3 separate regions of the Zea mays genome follow, and regions 1 and 2 are each linked to region 3. A link is a contact called in public Hi-C data. All regions are on one chromosome and are shown on one strand. The core of a region is the stretch at or near the end of the contact, and the rest is flanking DNA. Distances in the headings are between cores, read along the strand shown. Region 1 holds the start of LOC103634478 (receptor-like protein kinase HERK 1). Region 2 holds the start of LOC100192870. Region 3 holds the start of LOC100383028 (Ankyrin repeat-containing protein).

Evidence for each region. Hi-C and Micro-C count contacts between places; a contact is called where the count stands out from the background.
Region 1: a Hi-C map of leaf shows a contact between it and region 3, with 5 times the contacts expected there. The contact joins the promoter of LOC103634478 here to the promoter of LOC100383028 in region 3. A contact is called at or near these places in 5 of 25 Hi-C or Micro-C datasets (bundle sheath, ear, leaf and 1 more) and 1 of 3 datasets of contacts at active chromatin or transcription factors (seedling).
Region 2: a contact with region 3 is called in a Hi-C map of endosperm, with 2.3 times the contacts expected there. The contact joins the promoter of LOC100192870 here to the promoter of LOC100383028 in region 3. A contact is called at or near these places in 6 of 25 Hi-C or Micro-C datasets (ear, endosperm, leaf and 2 more) and 2 of 3 datasets of contacts at active chromatin or transcription factors (leaf and seedling).

Annotation. Positions count from the first base shown.
Region 1 is chr1:42,702,460-42,706,455 of Zm-B73-REFERENCE-NAM-5.0, forward strand. It overlaps LOC103634478 (receptor-like protein kinase HERK 1), which reads left to right and starts at 2,452. Exons shown (of 1, transcript XM_008656103.4): 1 at 2,452-3,996. The coding sequence starts at 3,091.
Region 2 is chr1:42,666,915-42,670,813 of Zm-B73-REFERENCE-NAM-5.0, forward strand. It overlaps LOC100192870, which reads right to left and starts at 1,383. Exons shown (of 1, transcript NM_001138059.2): 1 at 75-1,383. The coding sequence starts at 1,320. The coding sequence ends at 349.
Region 3 is chr1:42,362,474-42,366,077 of Zm-B73-REFERENCE-NAM-5.0, forward strand. LOC100383028 (Ankyrin repeat-containing protein) reads left to right here and starts at 1,777. Exons shown (of 3, transcript NM_001349060.1): 1 at 1,777-1,936; 2 at 2,679-3,102; 3 at 3,200-3,604. The coding sequence starts at 2,715.

The DNA of each region.
Region 1 (3,996 bases), core at 1,202-3,701, 340 kb after region 3:
AGACAGCCAAAGCTTGCATGACAAAAACGTGAATGCCATAAATCTGACTCATCAGAAAAATTGACAGAATTCACCAGTTTATTACACACATCATGCAGTGATAAGCGGAACAAGCCTCCGCAGTCATATCCTTTACCAACAAAAGTACCATGTTTCGATACAACACATTTATTAGACTCAAGAACAACTTTGTATCCATCTCGACATAGCATAGACGCGCTAACGAGATTCTTCTTGATAGAGGGCACATGCTGCACGCTCTTCAATGGCACCGTCTTTCCCGAAGTAAACTTCAGAATGACCGTACCAACACCAAGAACATGAGCACGCGACCCATTTCCCATTAACAAGGCGCCAGACCTCCCGACCTGGTAGGAATTGAACATAGAGGCATCAGCACACACATGAATGTTTGCACCACTGTCCATCCACCACTCAGGTGAATTACAGATTGAAAGAACAAATGGTAAAGAATTACCATACCCAGATGTTCCACCTTCAGTTTCAGTGGTTACAACATTAGCTGATTTCTTGTCTTGAGTGAACTTGCGATCAGGGCACTCTCTTGCCCAATGTTGATCACTGCCACAGACAAAGCATCCTCCCTTTCCCTTGTTATTGTTGTTCTTCTTTTTAAACTGTGCTGTTTGAACAGGTTTATTCGCATTCTCTGGTTTGTTCTGGTTTTTCTTCTTGTTAAACTTGCGGAAGTTTCTCTTCTGCACCACATTAGCAGTAGAGGTCTCAACACCTTTTCCACTGTCCTTAGTTCTAGCTCTTTCCTCAACATCAAGAGTACCAATGAGCTCTTCCACATTGAACTCTTGTCTCTTATGTTTGAGAGAGGTAGCAAAGTCCTTCCAAGAAGGTGGCAACTTGGCGATTATACCGCCAGCCACAAACTTGTCAGGTAAAGGACAAGGAAAAAGTTCGAGTTCCTTAGCTAGTGCCTGAAACTCATGAGCTTGTTCCACTACAGATCGGTTCTCAACCATCTTGTAGTCATACAGCTGCTCCATGAGATACAGCTCGCTACCAGCGTCAGTAACTCCAAACTTTCCAACAAGAGCATCCCACAGCTCTTTCCAAAGATCGAAGGAGATTAAATCTCCTCCTATTTAATCTGAACAAGCCCTGAATTAGATGGCATTCCACAATCCCGACGTTATAATCAAATCCAAGACATGAAGAAGCTCTTGATCTCCCCCTGGGTGTGATTGGCCAGCCATCAAAATGTTTAGAGACGAGACCCAGCTATCACCCTCGAACCTTAGAACATTTGCCACTCCTCTAATCAACCCAGCTTGCAATGGATGCATGATTCTTTCTCATTGCACACATGAAATCTGGACCATGGAAATACCTCCCTTTAGGACAGGTTTGGTGATCAGAGATCACGAGGAATCCACAGAGGAGAAATCCTCTTCCTATTCAAAATTGAATAACAAGGAGATTGCTACTCGTGAATCCTCCCGTGATCCATAAGCACCAAATTAGTCCTCAAGGACTTTTGTAAGTCGCCGCCCGCCAACCCTGCTTGCCTAAAGCCCCTTGTATTGTTTGTAGGTCTGAAACAATCTAACGACACTAGTAGCTCCGTTAGTTGTAACAGAGAAAGAGAGTGAGGTCACACATGTCATGGTCAGATTGACCAAGTCTGTCTTCGTGGAAGTCGAGCGGCAACATAACCTCCGCAGATATACTTCATTGGAAGAGAGATGCCGCGTCAGTCACCGTTCCGCTCGCGCCCCTGCATCCAGCTGCACACCCCGACAGTCTTCGCCATCCATGCATCGCCGGTCAACTCGCGTGGGCGTAGGGCCTCCTAGGGCGAGACGGTGCCCCGTGCCGTGTCCCTCTCGCGGCACCGACGCGACGCGACGCGTACTGGTGGCTGGCGGCGTTCACGCCTCCTTCCGCCGCGCTTTATCCTCCATGTTTCCCGGCCCTTGTGTCGTCGTGTGTCCAGTCCACACGCCGGTTTCTGTTTCTCCTCCCCCCCGCGCGCACGCGAAACACGCCAGCAGCCTCGTCTGCCATCCGCCCGCGTATGCTACATCAGTCATCAGACAGACTTGTGTCTGTGAGGGACAGAGAAAGTATCGCGGTGCAGCCACTAGCTATTTCCCTCAAATTTTAATGGATATACGGTTCCGAGTCCGATCCAGTGTGCCAATCAATCCCCAATTCCATCGGTGCCATCTACTAGTACGGATCTAACGAACCTGAAACGTGTGCACCCTGCACCGGCAGCTAGCGTATGATCTCGTCTGGTGGTGGGGCGCACGACAACGACGACCGCCTGCCATGCCCACTGCACTCTGGTGACGACTGGTCGGGTTGCGCGGGGCGGACGACGCGGGCCGCTGGAGGCTTCCGCGGTCCTTCCCACCACCACCTCGCGAGCTGCGAAAGCAGAGCACCACCACCAGTCCACCACCAGCCACCAGCCACCAGCCAGGCCTAGAGATAGAAATAATAATTTGCCGTCGTTCTGCCGCAGAAACGAGAATTCCTTGGTCCCTGAAAAGGCATGTGTATGTATGCTCTTCTCGATGCCTCGTTTTCACCTGCCATTTTGTAGCTGCTGAATTGAAATTCGCTGAGGTCGACGTGAGCAAGCGCACAAGCGGCCGAGGGACCTGTAAACCACGAAAAAATGGCAGAATTAAAAAAAAAGGCTCCTGGTCCTGGTAAAATATCTAAAGCCATCCTCTAGCTCAGATCCTCGGAAAATGACAGTGATATGCTTTCCCCACTAACCAAAAGCTCCACCACCTCCCTCCCCAATATTACCTCCATGGCTAACCAAATCTCCAATCACCGAGCACCGGTTCCGCGTTCCTGTGGGTAGGCAGCTCTTAGGGTACCTACTAGCTGCTGCCCCTGTCCTGCCAGTTCGCAGATTCACTCTCAGCACGCCGCCAAACAGCAGCAGCTCCTGTCCTGTGCTAAGTAACCAACCATCCACCATGACTCCCATGGGGCCTTGATTCATGCTGCCTGCAACTGCAACCCTCGACGTCTCTGTTCCACTTCCAGGGACAGGTCCATGAGCTGCTTCTAGAGCCACTCCCTTCCGCCACGTCCATGGCTCGCGCCGTCCTCGACACGCTCCTGCGGGTCGCCGTCGTGCTGCTGCTGCTGCCCGCGCTGGTGGCCGCCGCGTTCACCCCGGCGGACGACTACCTCGTGCTCTGCGGCACGGCGGCGAACGCCACCGTCGACGGCAGGACGTTCCTCGGGGACGACGGCCTCCCCGCGGCGGCCGTGCTGCCGGCGCCCCGGGGCTCCGAGGCCAGCGCGTCGGCGGCCAGCGGCTCCGACGACGCGGCGCTGTACCGGTCCGCGCGCGTCTTCGCGGCGCCGTCCTCGTACACGTTCGCGATCAAGAGTCCCGGGCGCCACTTCGTGCGCCTCCACTTCTTCCCCTTCCGGTACGGGTCCGGCGACCTCGCCGCGGACGCCGAGTTCAGCGTGTCCGCGCAGGGCCTGCTGCTCATCGACGGGTACGCGCCCGCCAACGGCACGCCCGCGGTCCGGGAGTTCTCCGTCAACGTCGCCGGCGGCACGCTGGCGGTCGCGTTCGCGCCGGCGGCGGCGGGGAAGGTGGCGTTCGTCAACGCCATCGAGGTCGTGTCGCACCCCGACGACCTGTTCGCGGACACGGCGCAGACGGTGAGCCCCATGGGCCGCTACGCGGGGCTGTCCACGCAGGCGCTCGAGACGGTTAACAGGGTCAACATGGGCTCTCCCAAGATCACGCCCAGGAACGACACGCTGGGAAGGACGTGGCTTCCCGACGAAGCCTTCCTGGTCGACAGTTCGGTCACGGTGCACAGGGATGTGGCGCCGTCGAAGCTCCGGTGGACGCCAGGCTTGGCGACGCCCGAGACGGCGCCAGGCATGGTCTACGCTACAGCGACGGAGATCAACACCAACCTGGTGTCCGCCAGCACCATAAGCGTGCAGTTTAACATGACGTGGAAGCTCCAG
Region 2 (3,899 bases), core at 133-2,632, 300 kb after region 3:
CAGCTGGCCAGGCAATCCTCTCAGCCAGCCAGCCAGCCAGCAACGGCAGGCAGACCAGGAGAGTAACGCCGACCAAGACAACCCGTGGTCCTGTTTTTATTCTCTTGTTGCTAACACTTGCAGTGATGGCGACATCTACGAAACCTAAATGCATACGTGAATGAATCGCCGCGATGACTGACTGACGGACGAAGAAGAAGAAACTGGAGTTGAAATCCCACGCGTGTCTGGATGCATATATGCGGGAAAAGACAGCACAAACTTCACATTACTGCTCATGTGGTGGTGGTCACTTCGCTTTCGGTATCCATTGTTTTTTTTTTTTTGCACACGTCACGGGGCTCACGGCTAGTGGCAGTAGGCTGCTGCTGTTACGGCCGATCGAGCCGGCCAGGAAGGCGCGGAGGCGCCGGCGTCGCTGACGCTCTTCCTGGCGAGCCCCAGCTGCTGCTGCGAGCGCTTGCAGTAGGCGATGGCGCCCTGGATCAGCCCCTCCGACTCCGACCGGGCGCTGCTGCTCCGCTTCAGCGCCGGCCCGCCGCCAGCCCCGGAGCTCCTCCTCGCCGAGGACGACGACGACAGAGGCTTCGCCGGCGCCGCGGCGGGAGGCGCCGCTGCCGCGTGCCGCCACTTGATCACGCCGGAGAAGGACTTGCGCTGCCGGGCGGCGGCGGCGAGCTCCTCCTCGTCCATCAGCTTCTCCTGCTCGATGCTGCTCCGCAGGGTGGTCGGCGCCGCCCTGCCGCTGTGGTAGCCGTAGCCGTAGCCGTTATTGATCTGGGCAAACGCCGCCTTGCAGCAGTCGCTCTTCGTCTCGCCGGGTGGTGGCGCCGCTCTGGTGCTGGCCCGGACCTCGGCGCCGCGGCATTGCTCGTCGGAGCACGGGGTAGTCCTGGCGAACAAGGACCGGAAGAAGGCCCGCGACGCCAGCAGCTTCGCGTGCACCGTCCGCGCCGCCTTCCTGCGGCGGGAGCACTCGGTGCGCAGCCTCGCCGCCACGGGCTGCGTGTCGTCGCGGAACCCCGCGGAGTGCGAGTGCTGCAGCGGCGCCACCGTCGCGGCGCTCCTCCTGCCGGCGCCACCACATCCGCCGCCGCCGCCGACGTCAACTTCCTGCGCCTTGCCGCCAGGCCTCGGTGGCGCCGGCGGCTGCAGCCTACTACCGCGGCAGAGGAGCTCGTCCGACGCGCCGCTCCGGCGCACCCGGAACTCCAGCTCCCCGCACGAACTGAGATCCAGGTCGATGTACTCCTCCTCCACCAACGAACACACGCTAGCCATCGCGGCGCCGCAGAGCTGGTCCGTGGCTCTGGGGCACATTGCTTGCTGCCTTGCTCCCGACGACGGGCCGGGCGAATTTGGGGAGAAGAAGAAGATGTGGGGAGGCAGCGTCAGGGGTTTGAAAAAATTTATGGGCAAGGGCAAGCAATGGCAGTGGCCACTGGCCAGTAGCAGCGGCACCGGCAGTGTGGCAGGGAGGGATCCAAGAAAACAGAATGGGTGGGGGTGTGTGGTGGTGGGTCTAGGCAGGTGGGCCCTTGTCTTGGAGGCTGGCTCAGTGGCTGGATGATGAATGATTCCAGGGTTTGTCTTGTGCTCACCTCACTCCACAGTACACTGTACAGCTCCAGCTTCTCTGTGGAGAGACTTGTGCTCTGTGTCATGCACTGGTTATTGTACACTGTACAGTATAGTGTACGCCGCCCATATTCTACCACAATTACCAAATACCAAAGCAGGCTATAACCAGGTCTATGTACTTGTGAGATTGTATTAGTCACACAAACAGTACTGTGTCCCCTGCATGGCTCTCCTCAAATTTTGGTTGGAGAATGAAGAGAGAGGGTCAGTGGCTGGACTGGCGGGGGATGGATGACGAGTTCTTGGCTGTTTTTACTTGGCACTGCTGCACATTTTTCTTTCTTCTTTCACAGGTCGTGTCAGAATCAAAGTCAGCAGGAACTACTGGGAACACGAGATTGTTACCGGTTTTTTTTTTACTCCTCGCAAGATGAGGGACGGGGAGGAGCACGAATGAGTTTTACTAAAAAAAACAAAAACAAAAGCGTAGGTTGACAAAGCTAGGGTGAACACCTTTGCGCAGAGAAAAGGGATGCCGGGCTGAGTGAGAGAGCTTCTTTTGTTCCTTTGCGTTCTTTTTTAGCGTCTGTGATCTCTCTGCTGTCAACTAAAGCTGAGGAAAAAGAACAAAGGCAAAAAAAAAATATAAAAATAAAAGGATGACGCTGCAGACGGTTAAAAGAGGAGGTTGACTTTCCCATGCAACGTCACAGTGGCATTGTGCCCAAGACAAAAATGTATGCATATATATACGTGCGGCGTCCGCTTGCACTTGTCATATTTGCAGGTCAATGCCAGTCCCAGTGAACATGACGTGACAAGGAAAACGAACAAAGTTACGTACACGGCTCTGCGCTCTGCTACACTACCGGTGTGTTTGGTTCTACACTAGGCGTGTTTAGTTGGTAGAGTCACTTATGATTAGGGATGAAAACGGTCGGAAACGGTATTTATTCGGTAGTCAGTTTTTTAGTCGTTTTTCTTTTATTGCGAATAAATAGGATATATAATCTACAATACAAATTTGTATTCTTGTTTTTAACATCCAGCTTGTAAATATTCATAAAAGGTAAACCTCAAATTCATCCTATATTTTCTCAAATAATAGATATAAACTTCGGTATGGATTCGGAAACAAATTCGGTAATTTTTTCAACGTTTCGTGTTGTAGGAAGAAAATAATACATAAAACAATTTGTGTAATATTTTATTCATATTTGTACTAATGTGCTTGATAACATAAGAAAAGATCAACATTAAATTTTATGCATATCTATTTTAAAATATTAAATTTGTTCTAACAGTTCGGATTACCGTTTTCATCCCTACTTATGATTCATCTTTATAATTTATGAGATGATGTATTATAAGTTTATCCAATAAATTTTAATATAAAGAACTTATTTCTCACGATTATTAGCTTATAAAAAATAAGGTAAGAATGAATCAGCTCATTCTATTGCAAGAACCAAATAAAAAAAAAGTGAGGACTGCACATTACGAGAGGTTGGGCTAATGGGCTTTCGAGCAGATCGGTCGCTCGCTAACTGGGCCCAATTGGTTTGGCAAGGCCCATGATTGGCTTGGCATCCTTCGGTTCGGCCGACGTACATTAGTCTGTCGATTGGCCCAGTCTCACACGTGGGACCGTATGCAAGGCGTGGTGTGCTGTCGTGGACGCCCGTCACAGAGTCGACTTGAACCATCTGCATGTGGTAGCAACGGTGGTTAGACCACGAACGATCCACTTGAACCATGCAAACAAAAAAAAATTACGTCTTCCATCCACCAGATAAGCAATCAAAACGCGGAAAGGAAAGCCTGGAGACGAGATGCAGACACCCGGAGACGAACTGACAAATGCCCCTGCCCATGCAAATATGCTCAGTTTGCCTGGCAGTTTCTGATGCATCAACAATTGCTGCTGGGAGTGGGAGTGGTTTCCTGCGCACCCAGGCCTGGACCTGGAGGGAGGAGGCAGGCCGCAGCCAACGGTCCTGTTGATTGGTGGATTGATGGCTTATTACGTGGAAAGCTTATCAGATTGAATTGGTAGTGGGGTCTATCTTTACGAGAGAAATATAATATGTATTGCTTTGTGGGTCTTTTGTGATTGTAAGAAAATGACGTGTATGACCATTTCTAATCTTTATTTCTTAACCATAGTTGGACACAAACAAATTGATTGTTAGGAACCCACATAAATGAACAAGTACAAAAAAACACAAGATATGTATCTTGGTGAGTGAACGTCTCTAACACGGTTCTCTAAGTCATACAACGCATATAAATGAGTTGTATTTTAAGGGGTTCTAGTA
Region 3 (3,604 bases), core at 527-3,026:
GTCGAACTCATGAGCCGTTCGTTACTCACAGAGACGCATCCATGGAGAAGAGACAGCACGTGAGAGCGAGAGGTGAGAAAAAAATTGCCCCTTCTGATATTCCGTTGCTTGGTGCTCTCTCTCTCTCTCTGTAGGACAGGACACCCTGGGGCTGGACTGCACTTGGAATTTGGACGCATGATGGAGACGGGAAAATGAGGAAGAGGCATCTGGCCAAGTAGATTAGGGAGATGGGAGCTTGGCGTCTGGCTGAAAACCCCATGTGTGGAACTTGAGAGTCGTCAGGGGATCTAGAAGGAAACTGACACCAGAGAGGAGGTGTACGTACGCATGACACCAAAGCGTGAAAGCCGTGTGAGCTGAAGGCACTGATGGCAGACTCAGCTGGCTTGTCTACTCTCAGTCAACGTTTATTGTACATGATTGGTCCATTGGAAGGTTTTTGCTATCAACATAATTAAGCAGGACAAAAGCCTCAGGTCGAATAAGATGATAGGTAGGTAAAACACCACGCTGTGCCTGTAGCAGGTGGTGGCTGCAAGTTTGTTACCGATAATGGTACTCTCTACGTACTCTCGCTTTCGTTCCTTCGCGACTACGTAAGCTCGCGGGGGCGGATATAGATAGATGATGATGGAGGTCGTTCAGTGCGCCACCACCAGCACGAGATTCCGCTTTGGAGATTTAAAGACGCATATGCAGATCCTGTAAATTAATAAATTAAAGCTTCCTAGACCTAAAAGGACACGCTTTTGTGGTGGTATGTTTATGCATATTGCATGTACAGACCCAGGCTTTCTAATACTTTGCTTCAGAGAAAGACACAATAACAAATACTTCATGTCATTGCCGATAAATATATATAATATTCGGTCGTTCATCTCGTTTGCTATCATCGGTTTTGTTTGGTTCAGTTCTGTGTGGAGAATATGGCTGTGTGGAGAATCTGAATATTATTATGATTACGTGTGGAGGAAGATAAAATTATTCATAGGACTCAGGATCTAAAGCGACGAATTCCTACTGTTACAACGACTCAACCGATTATGTGTTTATGTTGATTTTGGATAGTTTTTGCTCCAACGAATTTTATAAAATCTGGCTGAAAATCTGAGCATTTGGTAGTCCGCAACAGTTTTTTTGGCCAGAAGCTGCCAGAAGCCGCGTCAATGCGTGAGGCTGCACTGCACTCGTGAGTCGTGACCCGTGCCGCGTCAACGGTCGCCGCCCACCTTTCTTTTCCTCCTCTGCGGCGCTGAGCTGAGCTGAGCTCTCGTCCAAATTATATTCCGAAACAACCGCTCCGTCCGACATCACCCAATCGAAAGACGTGGTAGAGGAATGCGTGGACCGGCTCCCTCCTCGGGGATGGACACGAAAACGACATCCACAGAAATTTTAAAGACAGGCGCACCGTGCACGCACACGAGCAGCAAAATTAAATACCAGAAGAAGAAGAAGGAGCAACGATGGCATGAGCACGAGTGCACGACCGAAGCCGAAGAAACCAAGGTAGTAAAACAAATCGAAGCAAGAGTCAGGTCGCCACCTAACATCTGCAGCGAGCGATCATGCACCAACTTCGTCTCAACACGAGCGAGCTCTGAACCAGACACCCCCGCGCGGCTCCGTGGTCGTTTCTTAATTTAGGCAGAAGAAAACGAGTAGACAGAGAGATCCTTTTTTTTTCCTTCTTCAAAAAACAAGTAGAAAACAGACAAAAGAGGGGGGCAAAAAAACAAACGAACCAAGAATTTCGATCCCATTCCTGCTCATTCAACTTGCGATTTATTTAGCGGCGGCGATCGGCCAGCCCGGCCCCTTGTCTTCTTCCTCGCATCATCCGCCTCTGCCCCCTGCGGATTAGTAGGGGCCCCATGCCTCACATGCACGCCGGGAGCGCGCTGGAGGATGCGCCGCAGAGCTCGTCACGCCGGTATGTATTTTTTTTTTCTTTGGCGGGGTTCCGGCAGCCACCCATGTGTGCGTTGTCTGCCCTGCCCTGCCCGCCGCCGCCCAGTTCCTGTTCGCGGAGAGAGATGGGCCGGGGGGGGGGGGGGGGGGGGGGCACGCATGCATGGCGTCCCGGCCGGATTCTATATTTCGGACGCGGATCACGGATCCCCATCATGCGTTCCATTGCTGCTTGATTTTTTGCTTCCCGCTGCCTTTTCGTGCCGAGGAGGTCTGAGGTGGAACGAATCGAGGCGGCTTTCCGCGGTGATCGCTTCGCATTGCCTTGCGTCGTCAGGGGAACGGGGCGATGATTGAGAGGTCGACGGGCGTTGCTTAGCCGCGTCGTTGCGATCGTTTAGTTTGCTATCTAGATCTGTAGTAGCCCAATTTATTTGTGTGTTTTTCTGACGCAAATTGGCGTGCTTTTGTGTGGGTATCGCACTTGCATTGCATGCCCTCCTTTTTACAATTGATTCATTCACACTTCCTCCCCCTCGTCGACCTTTTCGTCACTCCTTTTCCGTTCATAGATTTTATTTCCACGTTGAGCTGGGATTGGGTAGCTAAAGTTATTGTTTTTGAGACAGGGCTACACTGATTTGGGAGAAACCAAAAGCAAAAAAAATTACTCCATGTAGTAGGTAATTTGGCCAAGTGGAGGCAAAAGGCGGGAGAAAATGCCGCTAGACGCGCTAATGGAGTAACGTGGGTTGTCATTTCAGCCATTGCTGCGACGCCGTGCCCCCGAGTTTGATTTGATGGAAGCGAAGACGAACCAAACCAGCGGCGAGGACAGGCCGCAGCCGGCGATGGACTCGCCGAGGGCGGCGCAGGCGGCGACGCGCCGCAAGAAGATGACGAAGCAGCTGACGGGGAAGCGCGACGACACGGCGATGCACGCGGCGGCGCGCGCCGGGCAGCTCGAGTCCATGCGGCAGATGATGTCCGGCAAGGACGCCGAGGAGCTCGGGGCGCTGCTGTCCAGGCAGAACCAGGCCGGGGAGACGCCGCTGTTCGTGGCCGCCGAGTACGGGTACGTGGCCCTGGTGGCCGAGATGATCAAGTACCACGACGTCGCCACCGCCGGCATCAAGGCCCGCAGCGGCTACGACGCGCTCCACATCGCCGCCAAGCAAGGGGATGTAGGTATTGATTGATTGGTTTTCCATTCCTTTCTCGTGCACGCATGCATGCATGGTCGCCATTGCCCCTCTCGATCGATGACCCATCATGCACTGCACAGACGTCGTGAGGGAGCTGCTGCGGGCGCTGCCGCAGCTGTCGATGACGGTGGACTCCTCCAACACGACGGCGCTGAACACGGCGGCGACGCAGGGGCACATGGACGTGGTGAGGCTCCTGCTGGAGGTGGACGGGAGCCTGGCGCTGATCGCGCGCAGCAACGGCAAGACGGCGCTGCACTCGGCGGCGCGGAACGGCCACGTGGAGGTGGTGCGCGCGCTGCTGGAGGCGGAGCCCAGCATCGCGCTGCGCACGGACAAGAAGGGCCAGACCGCGCTGCACATGGCCGCCAAGGGCACCAGGCTGGACCTCGTCGACGCGCTCCTGGCCGCCGAGCCGGCGCTGCTCAACCAGACGGACAGCAAGGGCAACACCGCGCTGCACATCGCGGCGCGCAAGGCGCGGC